Linked DNA regions of Mus musculus: region 1 is linked to region 2. The links are chromatin contacts, called in public promoter capture Hi-C maps. All regions are on one chromosome and are shown on one strand. The core of a region is the stretch at or near the end of the contact, and the rest is flanking DNA. Distances in the headings are between cores, read along the strand shown.

Region 1 (4,715 bases), core at 1,872-4,371, about 21 Mb before region 2:
ACAGTTTGTTTCTCCGAACTAGTGTTGGGTGGTTCAAAACCATCTCTAAGCCCAGGTCCAGGGCATTTAATCCTTTCTCCTAGCCTCTTAGGCAACTGCATTCAAATGTACATACTCATGCAAAGACATACACAAGCACATATTTAACAGTAAATGGAAAAATAATCTTTAAAAATATAAAAAAACAGTTTGTAAAAATTTAAAGAGTAGCTGGGCAGTGGCGACACATGTCTTGAGACCCAGCACTTGGGAGGCAGAGGTAGGTGGATCTCTAAGTTTGAGGCCAGCCTGGTCTACAAAGTGAGTTCCAGGACAGCCAGCTACATAGAGAAACTCTGTCTCAAAACAAAACAAAACAAAACAAAACAAAACAAAAAAAAAACCAGCAAACAATAACAAAATTCAGAGTGCAAAATAAATGTCACTTACAGCTTGTGCTGACTGGTTTTGTGTGACACAAGCAGAGAGAAAGGAGCCTTGGTTAAAGAAATGAGGAGATCCAGTTGTAAGGCTTTTTTATTTTATTTTATTTTTTCAAATGTGATCAGTGGGGGAGGGCCCAGTTCATTTGGGTGGAGACACTCTTGGGTTGTTGGTCTTGGGTTCTATAAGAAAGCAGGCTATGTGAAGCAAGCCAGTAAGCAGCATCCTTCTACTGCCTGTGCTTCTTATCTTATTTTTGAGATAGGATATCACTATGTAGTCTTGGCTGGCTGGACTGGAACTTGCTTTGTAGACCAGGCTGGCTTTAAACTCACAGAGATCCATCTGCCTCAGCCTCTAGAGTGCTAGAACTCCAAGTGTGTACCATTATACCTACACTAAAGTATTATCTTTACTTGACAGCAGTGGTTTGGGGAGAATGCAGGCATTTCCTATGATGTAAACAATACTGTACCTAATAGTGTCAAATTATTTGTCTTGCTTTGATTCCTTGCTAGTTGCACATTATAGTAACTTAAGTAGCAAAATAGTGTAATTGTTTTGTGTGAGGTTATAAAGTCTTTAGTTTTTGTTTTTTGTTTTTTGTTTTTTTTTTGGTTTTTTTGAGACAGGGTTTCTCTGTATAGCCCTGGCTGTCCTGGAACTCACTTTTTTAGACCAGGCTGGCCTCGAACTCAGAAATCTGCCTGCCTCTGCCTCCCTGAGTGCTGGGATTAAAGGCGTGTGCCACCAAGGCTGGCTGGAAAAAAAATTCTTTTTTTTTTTTTTTTTTTTTTTTTTTTTTTTTTTTTTAAACTTTTTTTTTTTTTTTAAGATTTATTTATTTATTATATGTAAGTACACAGTAGCTGTCTTCAGACCCTCCAGAAGAGGGAGTCAGATCTCATTAGGGATGGTTGTGAGCCACCATGTGGTTGCTGGGATTTGAACTTCGGACCTTCGGAAGAGCAGTCGGGTGCTCTTACCCACTGAGCCATCTCACCAGCCCGGAAAAAAAATTCTTAAAGCTGTAAAATTTTATTACCTAAGGACAAAGATGTCAATTAAAGTTCACTATAAGCCCCCAAACTCCTTTTAGGTCAAATGCAAAAACTGTAAGGTATTTTAACTTGCAATAAACCAATAGGAAAATTTAAAAATTCAAGTATATTTTATAAGCAGTTACTAAGAATCCATCATGTGGTGAGCATTGTTTTAGGTGCCTGAATACAAACATAAGGGAAAAATCTTTGCCTTTAAGAGTTGTATTTTAGTGACAGTTGTCAGGTTTATTTATTTTACTCCTTTACAGGAAGAGTGTTACAGAACTTTAAAAAAAAAAAACGTTGAGGTCTTCACAAGTAGGTTTAAACTGTGTTTTAGGAATTGGCTATTGAATTAAAGTAGCATTTCAGAAATATTTGTTTGAATCTGCATACAGCAAAAGCAGTGAATCTTGTCTTTTTTTTTTTTGTTTGTTTTTATAGTTGGTTTCCATACTTTGCAGCAAAGGACCAGTATCAAGTTTTGGTGAAAAAACATTCTCTTTCCTACCTATCCTCCCAGGATCACTGAACCAGGTGTTATGGGTCGCTGGGCTTAAGGAGTATCACAATTATATTTTCATTTCTTACTTTTTCATCTGAAAAGTTACTTAAGCGTCTTCCTCCTTTTTCCTCCCTCCTCATTGTCTGGAACCTCCCTATTCTTTGTTTTCTCTAGATTACTCCCTTTCTTCTACAATCACCTCCCTTTTAGGTTTTCTTTAGAAACATTTTGATGTTCGATTATCGTATATTCCACAAGGAATAGTGTGTATTTTGCTTCCACTTTCTCCCCTCACAAGTGGTTTTTCTGGGCAGAGGAGCTCTTCACGGCTGGAGGATTTGTGTGTTTTCAGAAAGTGGCACCATTCCCACGGTAATTACCACCATGAAATTCGCAGAGGCTTGAAAACTTCAGTTCAAGTGAGCAAAGCAAAACCACTCAGTTATGGGTTGGGTCATGTTTGAGAGGGACAAGACGGAATTACTGAATGGACCATTTCAAAATGCGACTTTATTAAACAATTTATCATCAAAGCCCCAAAGAACGAAAACTCTGTTGGAGAATTGAAATTTTAATTTGTGTGTGCATGTGGTGCGCGGGGCGAATTTGCAGAAGTTGGTTATTGCCTTCAGGTGATCAGACTTGAAAGTACCAGTTGAGCAGTCTCACAAGCCAGGCAGGCCCTGAAAGACAAAATGTAAAGCTCACCTTCAAACAGAGTTTAGGAAAGGCAGGAACAAGTACAAACTGAGTGGTTCCACGACAACTTTCTCTGCCACCTCAAGCCAGAAACTGGGCATAGGTGCGCGAATGCTGCAAAAGCAGCTTCCAGAACTTTCCAAGCTCAGTAGCTTCCTAAGGGGTGCCATTCGGTGAGGACAACGCTCACCTTTACACCTTTCGCGTCCTGCCACGCCCCCGCGTCGCCTCCTTTTCCCCCGGGGGCTGGGGAGGGCGTTTGTTTACGTGACGTTGCGGAGTAGGCAGGACCCGCCCCCGTCCCCGCGGGCCGCCGCGTTTCCCGCGCCTCGCCGCTTCTCCCCTTAAAAGGACAATAGAGGCCGCGGGAACGCGCGCGGACGCCCTGCCCTCTCCCCGCCCAGCCCGCGGCGCGCACGCGCCCGTATGCAAATCAGCTCGATTCAAGAGAATTTGGTCCCGGGAGCCGCGCCTGCGCAGAGGGAAAGCGGAATCTATACCTCCGTTCGCGGTAGCAACTGAAGAACTGCTGGAGACAATCTTTCTGGACTCGGCGCTGGCGGAGGGAGTGCTTGCAGGAGGTTGGCCTGGTGCAGTTTGCACCGTGGGGACGCTGCTGCGCGTGGAAGGTGAGTGATTCTAGTCCGGACATCGGTGCAAAACTGTCTCCGAGGTTTTGTTTTCTGTGATTTTTTTTTTTTCTTTCCTCCCTTTACCTCCCCCGCCTCCTCCGTCCTTCCCATACACAAACACACAGGAAGTTTTGTCTTGGAGATGGCATTGCGGGGAGCGCTGCCCTCGTGCTCTCCGGACTCCAGATTCTTTTGTACAGAGGCGTTGGAGATGCGCTTCTTAATTGAGGAGGATATTTGAGGTAAACCGAAAGTCAGGGTGTGGGGAAAGTGAGTGCAGCGTGGAAACGAACGAGCTGCGGCGGACTTGCATCCACGCTGAAAGTGACAATGACTTTTCTAGGTCGTAGTGTTTCCTGCAGACCCGGAGAGCAGGGTCGGGGTCGCAGATCCCGTGTGGGCTCTGCTCTGGCCAGGGGCTTGGGCTCCGCGTGCACCCGCGTGTTGCGCTACCCCGGCGCTCGCGACGGTGTTTGCACGCGGGTGAACAACAAAGCCGGAGCTCGGAAACTAACTTGCCAGTTCCTGGAGCCGGCGGCCACACAGGCTGAAGGCAGCTGGTGAGGGCCAGCGCCGGGATGGCGCGACGCACGCGGCGTGGCGTTGTTGGAGAAGTCCGCAGGGACGCGGCTGCGACAATGAGCGCGCAGCACGCGGTCTTTGCACTCGGCCGGTGCCGAGTGGTCTCTGCAGCCCAAAGTTCGCTGTCCGTCTGGTCACCTGTAGCGTGGGTGCGGGCGACACGGGAGGGGTGGCCGTGGCCCGCGGCACCAAACAGTGCGGATGAAGGCGGCGGCGCGGTCCGCTGCTTGAGGCACCCAACTCTTTTTTTTTTTTTTTTTTTCCCTTTTTGTTGTGTGTGCTTCACCTGACAAGCCACGTGCTTAGGGCCGCGACCGTGCTACATCTCAGTGTCCAGCTCGGAGTGAGCCGCGGGCTGCGGTCGCCGTCGGGGCTGTCGGGAGCAGGACAATGTGATTTCCTGGTGATGGCGTCTTGCCAGTTTCCAAAGCACAGCGAAAGTCGCCAACTCGCAGCATATGCACGGCGGCGGGGACCTCTGGGCGTTTCTCATCCGGGACTCCGCAAAAGTTTGGCCCCAGGGACCAGTGGCTCAGGATACCCGAGCTCGCGTGGGTCCCCGGGCGCGGGTCCGGGTCGCCCCGACGTCGCCGATGCCGCCGGACAACAAAGGGCCGCGTGTGCCCGAGCGGCGCGGGCCGGGCGGGGCGCGGGGCGGCTTTTGTCCCTTAGGTCCTCTCGGAAACTTCAGCGGCGGCTCAGCGAGGCTGTGTCCGTGGGGGCGCCTCGGCCTGCGGGTCACCCATGCGGAGCGACGGAGCGCTGCTCGGCGGGACGCACGCGTGGCCGGGGCTCCGAGGCACGGGAGGCCGCGTCTGGGAGGTCCGTGCA
Region 2 (4,969 bases), core at 476-2,975:
GTTCTCAGGGAAGAGACACAAACTCACTGCTAATACTTTCTCCATCACAACTTGCTGTGCCAGATAACACCCAAAGACCATAATCAGCAGGTACCTATGTGAGCACCAGAAAGATAAGTACCATGTGCAAGGCAGTGGTATACAAAGGCTCCATTCACTACCAAGAGCCTTCACTACCAGAGTAGCCACACACACACCCCACATATTCTCTGGCAGTGTCTCTAGCCACCTAACAAATCAGACCATGGTTAAACTCATGAGACTATAAATTGCTGGAAAGAGTAGCTTACTTCTACAACCCATTTGTTTGGTTCCATCAGAAGGGACTACAATAAAATACCTAATATACTTAAACCATCATAATAAGGGTTATTATTATTTCACTTCTTTGGGAGGGATAATAGGGCACAAGTGTGGATGTCAAAAGACAACTTTGAAGGGGTTTTCTCAATACTGTGGGTGTTAGGGATAAAACCCAGGTCTAAAGACTTTCAAAAGCACCAACATCCACTGAGCCATCTCGCAGGCACCATATAATAACTAGCTTATTGCCTACTTAAACGCCATCACTTGCGTTGGACCACGAACAGCACCATGCTGGGCACACAGAGACAAAAAGTTCATTACACTGGAATGAAAACTCGCAAAGCCAATAATACAATAGGCAGGTCTGATAGCACTCACCAGGCTGTATAACTGGGTACTAAACTGCTGGGCAGAGTCAGGACCTCTCCAGACAGATCTTCCATCAAGCCAGCACTGTTCCGGTAATCAGAACTTCATGGTTTTAGCCACACAGACTCAGAACTCCACAGGCATCTCATAGGAGCAGCGAGCAGGTTGAGAAAACCTTCCTTCCTATTCACCTTTAGTAAAGAGGGGGAAGGGGGAAAAAATTTTTTTTTCGCGTGAGCTGAAACCATTTTGTGTGCCAGTACTAACCAAAAAAGGCTGATTAGTATGGTGGGAGAAAAGGAATTTTAACACACGTACCTCCACTTACAAGTCTATGGCTCTTATAAATCTGCTCATGGCATTTTTGCGGTGGGCCTGCCAGGCTGCAGGGAGGGCAAAGTTGTGTCCGATCTGTGCACCTGGGCTGAAACTGTCCCTACGGGGCCCACACTTTCAATCCCTCGACCTCTCTTTCCCACACTGCTCAGGTGCCCACGCCTGGAACCATGGGCATCTGTGGCACAATCACGGGAGGCCGATCTTTGCCACTTCACATCTGACTGCCTGTCTCCAGCTATTCCGCTGTGGGCCTGGGTGAGCAGGGCCGGCCACGAGGCAGGCCCGGACTTGGGAGGCTCGCCACTTGGAGTCCTGAGGATAGAGAAGGATCTGGAAAAATCGCTTAGACGCGGGCAGAGGGGTGGGGTAAGGGTGGGGGTGGGGCGGAACGACATAGGGAAGATTGTGATCCCAGAGGTCCTGGTGTAGGAGGAGGGCACTCCTAGGGGCCATCAACCAGAAAAGCAAATCTTAACAAAAACGACACAAACAAACAAAAAAACCAAACCACTCCAGTACCCTCAGTCCAAGAGCCTCAACCCGTTTAACCGCTTCTCTAGAAAGTTCTCCGCTCCCGCCCCTTTGCAGCCCGCTCGTGCCGCTCCTCCCTGCCCCGCCCCCGAGGCGGAGGGGACCAATTGCAGGCCGGGCCGCGCCAGGCCCGCCCCTCGGCGTCACCCCACTCGGCCGCCGCCGGCGAGCGCGCGGATAGCCGGGTGCGCGAGCCTGGAGCGCGGTTCGAGGTGGGCAGCGCCGCCTTCCGCCGCACGCCGCCCCGTCGCTCACTCCGGTCGGCGGCCAGAGTGCCGTGCTCGCGCTTGCCACACTCTCGCAGCCAACGGTGCGCCCAGCGGCCATGACCGCCGAGGAGATGAAGGCGGCGGAGAACGGGGCGCAGTCGGCGCCCCTGCCTCTCGAAGGAGTGGACATCAGCCCCAAACAGGACGAGGGCGTGCTCAAGGTGAGGGGCCGCGGAGTCCTCGGCTGCAGGCTCATGGGCCTTGGGGGTACCGCGGCCGGAGGATGGGGGGGATTCGTCTTCCCTGCGCAGGCTGCAGCCCTGAAAACGGCACGGCGGCTGCACGCTCCGGAGGGTGCGGCCCGGGTCCGGGAAGAAGCCCCCACTGCAACGCCAACTCGATCCGGCTGCACTGTGCGGCTGAGAGGGGCGGAGCGGAGCGCGAGAGCCGCTGCCAGGGGGCCCGGGCGGGGTGCACGAGGCTCGGGCGCGCCGAGGGACTCAGGCCTCGCCTCCCGGGAACCCCTCGGCCGCAGCGTGCGCCGTCCACCTGGACGAAGGTGCGCCAGGGCTCGCCCACTTGAAAGTTAAACATTAGCTAGGACCTGAAACGGCTCCCGGGAGCAGGTTCCTGGCCCAAAGCCCTTTGTGCCTTTCTGCGCCCCTTTTGCAATCGCCGAGATCCAGCGAGGTCACGGGCTCGGCCATGCTGTGCCCCCTTTCTCGGCCCGGGGAGAGCGAGAGCGATGCATGCCGGGACCTGTAGTTCCTCGCCTGCCCCTCCTGAGTCTTTCTGAGTTGGGGGGTACTGGGTGCTGGCCATGGGGGGAGGTGCATTGCCTTAGAGCCAGCGGCTCACTAATCGCCTGACTGCAAATAGCCCGAGGAGCGAGGGGGAGGGCGCCCTGACCCGGGTCGGGACAATGGACGCCGTTTCAGAGCAGGTTCTGCCAGCAGTCCAGGACGGTGAAATCCTAACCTGCATTGCATGTCTCCCTGCATCCATTGTTTCTCCTCCGTGAGTCCCATTGCTCAGTTTCTAGTGTGTGTGGCTTGTGCAAACCAGAGACCTTAGGGAGCCTCGTTGGTCCAGAAATGCTCCTGGCTTTTTACCTCAACTCTTGCTGCTCCCCGTGAACATGTGGCCCTTTCTCCTTTGCGCTAGGTTCTGATTCCCAGACGGGGTCTGTTCCTCTTTTATCCTCCATTCCTTCGCGGGGCCCTGTACATTCTTATCAAGGAAGCCTTAGAGGATGGGTTCCATATCTACCTATTGGCTCTCCTATGGGGTCACCATATATAAGAATGTTAAGCAGAAATAGACGCCTGCCTATACACGCAGGAGAGATAAAGGACTCCTTGGCTTGCCAGACAGGTAGTTTCCCTTCCCACATGTAGTTTCCAGCGCCTGATACAGAGCCTTTGTGCTCGGCTGTAATCTGGTCCTTCCTTTTTCCCAGTTTTGAGGGGATCTTTTTCTTTTCATTACTCCTGTTCCTTTCTATTCAAACCAGACCCTGATCTGGTGATCCACTACTTTCTATCAGGTTTTTGTTTTTATTTTTGTTTTCCCCCAAACACCTCTGGAGGATAGGGGTTGTCCTCAATGCCTGACCGATAAGTTCTGGATAGTTTAGCAACTTGTCCAAAACCATAGACAAAACTTGAACCCAAATTATATGCAGTTCTCTAAAGCAAGACCTGGAGGGAGATGGCTAGGGAGGTTAGTTGAATCTAAGCTAATCACTGGTATCCATCATTTGAAGACTAAGCTCTCGGACCTGCTGAAAAGAAGCAGGGGGCAGTGGGTGCAGCCGAGTCCATCCAGTATGTGTCTTTGGGGGGCTTATGGGCAGTTGGGGCCCTTCTGCCCACATCCTTAGGTACTCACCTTCTCTTCCCCTCCCCCCCAGGTCATCAAGAGAGAGGGTACAGGCACAGAGACACCCATGATCGGGGACCGAGTCTTTGTCCACTACACTGGCTGGCTGCTAGATGGCACAAAGTTTGACTCCAGTCTGGACCGCAAGGACAAATTCTCCTTTGACCTGGGAAAAGGTAGGCTTGGTTAGTGGGTTGGCAGGATAGATAGGCTCCGAAGTTGATAGCAGCTGTCACAAGAAAAAGTGACGTTCCCAGCCAAGCTGGAGCTGGGCTCAGCACTGCTTACCTATGTTTCCAGCGACCAGAGATTGAGGCAAGCCTTGAGCCAGTAGTAGTTCAAGCCAGCCTTGGCAAAAAAGCACAAACTAGCCCTCACAAAAGAAAAGGCCACCAGAAGGAAGCTTAAGAAGGAATGGCCACAGCCGGGCGTGGTGGCGCACGCCTTTAATCCCAGCACTCGGGAGGCAGAGGCAGGCGGATTTCTGAGTTCCGAGGTCAGCCTGGTCTACAGAGTGAGTTCCAGGACAGCCAGGGCTATAGAGAGAAACCCTTCCTCGAAAAAAAAAAAAACAAAAAACAAAACAAAACAAGAAGGAATGGCCAAGAACCCATATGTTACCCATCCTGTGTTTCCTTCTCCTCTTGTGGGACAGACCAGTTCCTCCTTAACCGCCTCATCGATCCAGCGCTTCCCTTGCTTCTTGAACTGTGTTGCAGGGTTGAGAGATCTTTTAATGTCCTAAGAACAACACCGCCCTGCTTGTCCCCTGGTCCTCTTTCTAGAGGTGTTCAGATTCTGCTTGGGTGTAGTGCAGTGTCTATCTTTGGGGACACTGAGCCTAGAGTGACGCCCCTGCTAAGTGGGTCTTCTTTTCCTCTATCTACAGGGGAGGTCATCAAGGCTTGGGATATTGCTGTGGCAACCATGAAAGTGGGGGAAGTGTGCCACATCACCTGCAAGCCAGAATATGCCTATGGCGCAGCAGGCAGCCCTCCGAAGATCCCCCCCAACGCCACACTTGTATTTGAGGTGAGTGCTGGCCACAGATCTCTGGGCAGAGAGCCAGTCCTTATCTCACCCCAGCGCTTGGCTGCCCTCCAGCCCTTCCTGTCTCTTGAAGACAATGTAGCCAAGCCTGAGGGCCTAGCTTTAGTAGGAGGTAAGGTGGAAAGGTTAACTGGCTCTGCTGCCACCAGAGTGACCAGGAATAGAGGCTTCGGGTTAGAAGAGGGATTCCAGCTGCCCCTCTCAAATAGGGGTGACTAGTACTTTATCCGCTGAAGGGGGTCTGGGGTCAGGAATCGTCTGGGTTGTAAGGTGCAATGTAACAT

Evidence for each region. Promoter capture Hi-C pulls out the DNA fragments that hold promoters and counts their contacts.
Region 1: a contact with region 2 is called in a promoter capture Hi-C map of cranial neural crest. The contact joins the promoter of Sinhcaf here to the promoter of Fkbp4 in region 2.

What each region holds. Positions count from the first base shown.
Region 1 is chr6:148,944,876-148,949,590 of GRCm38.p6, reverse strand. It overlaps Sinhcaf (SIN3-HDAC complex associated factor), which reads left to right and starts at 3,121. Exons shown (of 6, transcript NM_019643.4): 1 at 3,121-3,299. 3010003L21Rik (RIKEN cDNA 3010003L21 gene) reads right to left here. Exons shown (of 2, transcript NR_144294.1): 1 at 3,171-4,715; 2 at 2,462-2,654. RefSeq lists a cis regulatory region at 2,937-2,943 and an enhancer at 2,924-2,958.
Region 2 is chr6:128,435,412-128,440,380 of GRCm38.p6, reverse strand. Fkbp4 (FK506 binding protein 4) reads left to right here and starts at 1,725. Exons shown (of 10, transcript NM_010219.4): 1 at 1,725-1,975; 2 at 3,667-3,811; 3 at 4,525-4,667. The coding sequence starts at 1,871. Gm10069 (predicted gene 10069) reads right to left here and starts at 1,624. Exons shown (of 5, transcript NR_028593.1): 1 at 994-1,624; 2 at 685-866.